2 separate regions of the Mus musculus genome follow, and region 2 is linked to region 1. The links are chromatin contacts, called in public Hi-C maps. All regions are on one chromosome and are shown on one strand. The core of a region is the stretch at or near the end of the contact, and the rest is flanking DNA. Distances in the headings are between cores, read along the strand shown.

Region 1 (2,798 bases), core at 111-2,610:
CTCACCCCCGCCCCGGGCTTTGATCTGGGAACTGAAGTTTGCCAACTTACTCAAAGAATAGGTAGAAAAAGAAAAAAAGAAAGAAAGAAAGAAAAGCTAAGCCGGAAGGGGGGCGCACCCTGCCACCTTCACAGGGAAGATTTCTACAAAGATAGGAAACTCACTCTCTTTACCTGAGTCCCTGGGCTCCACTGGTGAGTAAGGAGGGAGTCTGTGGCTGTACTAGAGCCTGTCTGATCCTCAGGCTTAGCTAGGGACCCAAAGGGGTCCACCTAACCAAAGGCTGTAGAAATGCCTAGGTGCTCAGGAAGCGATGTTTAGGAGCCTGACATCCAGATCTGCAGGGAGGTGACCAAAGTGGGTGTCTGGCTAAGGGAAAACCTAACTTATATTAGGGAAGCACTTACCTGATCCCAGGGAAGCTGAGTCCGGCGGCAGGTGAACAGGAGACACTGCTATGCATTATTATCCCATACACCAGCAGGGCCAGCCTTGCTCCGCTACACATGGTCATTCTGCGCAGGAGAGGAAAGAGGGTATGCAGTGAGTGAAATCGCTCCTGGCTTTCTACCTTCTAACCCGAAGAAACTCTTGGGAGCTGGGGAGCCAGTGAAACTGTGACTCCCTGTGTTAAACACCAGTTAGCCACGCTGGGGCGTCCAACTACTTCTCTCTTGGTATAGTTCGAAAAAATAGCTTTGTGTGTGCCCAGCACCCAGTAACTAGCCAGACCTTGAACTAAAGAAGGCTAACTAATACACTGATGCTGCTGGCAGCACAAGGAGGGAGCCTGTAGTCAATCAATCGGTTAGTATGCTAAGAATCCCAACACACACACACACACACACACACACACACACACACACACACACACACACACAAACCCCTTATTATTAGACTCTTACGGTGTCTAGGAAAGGGTTGACTAAGTAGGACAGCGGGCAAAGGCTCCTTCGAGTTTCTGCGCTGGAATCACAACCCGAGAAGCATCAGTCACTGTCTGGAGCTGGTGTCTGGAGAGAAGCCGCGGGAATTAGCTGAAGGAGCTGGGGAGACTTGTTTGCCGAGGCTAAAATTCCGCTCAAAACTTTGTAGACGCACAAAACTAGGAGGGAGCGTGACACCGAAGGAAGTGGGCGAGGAGAGAGATGTAGAAGAGAGAGTAGGCGAGCAGCCAAAGGGAGGGGGAGCAGAGTGGACTTAAGTCCACCGGGAGAAGAAGCTAATGGGTAAGAAAAGAGGAAAAGTCAGTGGGGGGGGGGGGGAGAGGGAAGATGGCCTCTGTGGGAGACTATCTGGCAGCTTGCGGAAGTCGGGAGTCGGAGGCACCTTCTCTGCTCTGAGGTCTCAGGCTGCGTCTGAAGATGCTGCTGCTTCTGCTGCTGACAGAGGTGACTGGCCTTCTGCTCGTTTTTATATATGCAGTTAACAAAATAAGCTGTCCGAACGTGGTTTCAGGAGACACCTCTTTGTCAACATCTTTCTGCCTTCAAGTACAGAATATTTTGGTTGCACTGTTGCACTCCGATTTTTATTCATGATATGACTTCCTTTTTTTTCTCCCCCAGTCACGTAATGATCCGGTATCAGTAAAAGACGTCAGCATCCTAGTCCCTCAAGGAACATATTAACTATTCTGTGCAGTCCTCCAGGATGATAAGATCCGGAGTCATCCGCTTCTGATAAACACCTTTCACTCACACAATCCAATTTTTAAGAAGTCCAATTATTTTGATGGTTTTCGATTTCACTGATTTCTCAAAGACAAGTAAAGAACTCGTAGAATTTAGAGAATGGTGAAGTCATGTTTTTATTGAGTCCCTAATTTTTCTTAATTTTCACTCAACCCCCACCAATGACAACTCTGATCTCTAGATTTAAGCACCATCAAGATCTCCTATTAATAATTTTAATTTTGATCTCTCAATTCCTTGCATATGCTTTTTCAAATAGGCTACTAAACATGGAAGTCGTTTTGTGTTTTAAAGGAAAGAATTATAAGGATTTTCAGTAAATATCTAATGAGTCTGGCTGGGTTGACAGTCTGTCTCTGAATAGATTGATGGATGAGACTAGGATGAGAGCCTGTGGTGCTGTCCAGGCTCTTGGTGCTGAACTATTTGGGCGCAGATGCTGCAAATGTTGAAATTTGCCACTGGTTTAATTTTCACCACAGCCTCTAAATTTGAAGCTTTGGCAGTGGTGCTCTTACTGTGGGAGTTCATTGTCTAAATCACCCCGCTGTTCATATTAATCTTCCCTTGGATTCTGTGTCCACGAATGTCCCAGTGCTCAGAACCTGCTTAATCCCTGCCTCAGTGCAAAGCTTTTTCTTCTGAGTTAGTCCTAGTATTCAGATGGATCTTTACCTTTCCTGTCTACACACTTTCACACTCTCCGTGGCTCTTACTAGTTTTAAAAATTGAAACCATGTCACTGTGTTTTCTGCAATAATTGAAAATTTAAGATTGTGAGGGTGTGACGTGTGTCTCTTGAATTTCTCTTACATGTTGAATTCTGTTTAGGGAAATATAGACTCGGAATGCAGGAGGATTCCCTGCACAAGTTGTCTTGATAAAGGTTGCTACCAGGAACCCTTCCCTGGGGGATAGTTAATATTTTTAACTAAAAATAAAATGAAAAGAAGAAAGCAATGAGAAAAGATCACATTCACTGGGGACCTTCTAAGCACCTGAGTAATTTCAGAAGATTCAGAAATTTCTGGTCCACTAGGAAATCTCGAGAGCCTTTCTTTTCAAGGGAAAATAGAAGCATCAATAACAGTTAGTGTGCATTTT
Region 2 (2,798 bases), core at 187-2,686, 110 kb before region 1:
ACTCACTGACAAATAAATGGTTCAATGCTACACAACTTAACAAATTGCAAACTGACCAACTTAACAAATTGCAAACTGACGTGTTTTAAAGTAGGCCCTGGAAGCTGCAAACTCGAAATGCAGGAAGTGTCTGTTTCCTGCTGGCACATTTGTTCCCTGGTTTCAACTCCAAGCCTTCCCTATTTCCTCCGAGGCCACAGCTTATAAATCAGATGAGATTGGTCATCTTGCAACAAAATGGATTTTTTTAAATGTGATTTTGAAGAGATTGGAAAGTGTAATACAGCAGATTTTTCAGTCTTTGCTGCTGAGGAATGATTGCTTTATTGATGGCTCTATTGAGAATGGGGTGTTACTCCAGGAACGCATAGGGCCTGAAGCATTTCCAGGAGTCACATCACAAGATGCTCTATTCCTGAGCCTAAATGGTCAAGAAACAATTATGTGCTTGACTTTTAAAAGATGGAAGACTGACGACTGTAGGGCTCTAGACATTGCCTTTTATTTTGAGTTAATCATGGTATTTTTGACAGATTCACAAAGGAAAGATTGAGTAATGAGTTCCTGTGAAATCTTAATGTTCCAAATACAGGTGAATGGTTAGTTACAAGAGAGTTGAAAGAAGCTTCACATTCTAAATCTCACTCTTACCGAAGAGGAAAAAAAGGCTCAGCTAAATACACCACATTTCACGGTCGTTCTGTGCCTGCATTCATAGAAACGTATTGTATTTCTGGCTTCACATGCCCATGATATTCACAATAAGGAACAGTTTTAAGTCAGTATCTGGTGAAATCTCTGCCTTTCCTGATAATCAAGTTCAGAGGGCAGTACTTATCACTCTCCAAGATATTTCAGAAAATGTTGGTCCAGCCCACCGCCCCTCACCCCCTAGCTTGCATTTAATAATGAAAATTCATGCATGCTGGCTGCTCTTACAGGCTCCTAAGGAGCTGGCTAAATCTGGAACCAGGTGGAAGATGGCCAGTTAATTGGATCTTTCTTTTTCTGAACTCCAGGGGACAGCTGGTTAGCATTGTCTTTCTAATGAGCGGCACTGAGATAGAAGCTGGGCACATTAGCCCAGCTCTTCCTCTGCTGTGTACAAACTTGGAAATCATCTTATCACTGTCAGTGGCTTCTATGGTGAAAAGAATACTTTCTATGCTAAAAATAATCTGATCTGATATTGGGGAAAGCTGATGATATTTCTAAGTCCTCAAGTTCAGATGTCACAGATCTAAAAAGTCATTTCTTCTGCTTCATCATTCATTGGATGGGCATATCCTTATGACATCAGGGCATATGCTACTACTACATGCACACATTCTGCTGGGTAATCCCTAGGGAGAAGTTCAATATGAGTTCACAGTAAGAGAGACAATATGAATCTAAGCTTGTGGGCCTCATAGCAAGAGCCAAAAGTCAAAGCTATTTTTAATCAGAGTAGAGCACAACCACTGTGCTTTGCGAATCTATTCCTTAAGCAACGCATCCATTAGCACCTTTCCCAACTGTCAGAATAAAGAGGAAATTACTCAGAATAGTCCTATAACCTTGTTAACTAATCAATTCACACACACACACACACACACACACACACACCCCAATTTGTAATAGGACTATCTACCCTTCAATAGGAGAGTCTCTGAGTTACCCAGATAAAGCCTTGTCCTGAGTTCGTTGGGTGTTCAGCCTTGGGCCCTAACTGCTGCAACCACTGTAGCTGAGTTTGTTTTCATTGCACTTTCCAGAAATATCAATGTCTTTCTGTTTTCAGAAATTAAAGGAAGAATTAAAATGTATCTAAATAGTGTTGAGATATAAAAGTTTTAATAAAATACCTAAGTGCTGAATGTTCTTCCTTTTCCTCCAGGATAGGAGAAGCCATATAGTTAGAAACACTGAAGAAACTAAAGAGTTTCCCATCCATTAATTTTCATCATTTCTCTGTATTTCATTTTGTTTTTACAAGTTTCCTTTCGGCTTTCTCCCTACTCTGCAATTAGAGATACAAACAGTTTTACAGGAGCATTTACACCAGCTACAGGAAGCATATAAGGCCACCCTGAGAGGAAGGGGTGTTACTCAGCATTAAAATGGGTCATGCTGCAGCCCTTCCCTTACAAGAGACTCATCTAAATGATAATGAGCATGAAAAATTGATTATCTCCTAGGTTGAACTGGTCTTTATGTTTTTCATGTGGTGGATCGAATCATGAGACTAGGTTTCACAATACAAACATGCCAGCAGTTCAAACCATTAACTAGTAAAAGGCAAATTCACAGGACGTTGCCTATTATTTTAGTAAAGAAAATATCCCGAATAATAGTCACTGAAACAAATCCATTGTGAATTTTTAGTCTTCTATTTAAGTTTCTATGCAGACCGTTTTCTTCACATTCTTTAGTTCAAAGCAGCAGATGAATTTATAGAGTTTTTATACAGAGCAGACTATGAATTACAATGACTCAATATTCTAGTTAATAAATACCATAATAAAATTGATGAGAAAAGCAGCTTTCTTCATTTTCTTGTTGATTTTTAATAACAGTTTTTCGCACTTTCATATATACAGCTTGTATTATCTTTATATTCCCACCTTTTCATTCTCTTGTTCTCCATCCTCTGTCTGCTCTTATATCACACACACACACACACACACACACACACACACACACACACACACACACACACACAAGTCCAGGCTCAACGTGAGAGGAAATAGGCAAAAAAATTGTTTTTCTTTTTGTTTCTAACATGCTCTTTTTATTGTTTGTTTCCTTTATATCATTTC

What was found. Hi-C and Micro-C count contacts between places; a contact is called where the count stands out from the background.
Region 2: a contact with region 1 is called in a Hi-C map of cerebellum, with 2.1 times the contacts expected there. The contact joins the enhancer-like site here to the promoter of Adcyap1 in region 1. A contact is called at or near these places in 4 of 484 Hi-C or Micro-C datasets (cerebellum, embryonic fibroblasts and embryonic stem cells) and 5 of 115 datasets of contacts at active chromatin or transcription factors (a beta-TC-6 cell line, differentiating embryonic stem cells, embryonic hindbrain and 2 more).

What each region holds. Positions count from the first base shown.
Region 1 is chr17:93,197,730-93,200,527 of GRCm38.p6, reverse strand. It overlaps Adcyap1 (adenylate cyclase activating polypeptide 1), which reads right to left and starts at 1,360. Exons shown (of 5, transcript NM_009625.3): 1 at 906-1,360; 2 at 408-515. The coding sequence starts at 514. All of the region lies in intron 1 of Gm32465 (a long non-coding RNA gene), which reads left to right.
Region 2 is chr17:93,311,674-93,314,471 of GRCm38.p6, reverse strand. No RefSeq gene overlaps it. Among named protein-coding and RNA genes, the nearest start is that of Gm25935, 66 kb to the right of the region's middle. Within about 2 kb of position 1,436, at least 13 of the 459 cell types and tissues checked have an H3K27ac peak or open chromatin away from gene starts, as enhancers often do. A contact at or near this core is called in cerebellum, where this site is marked.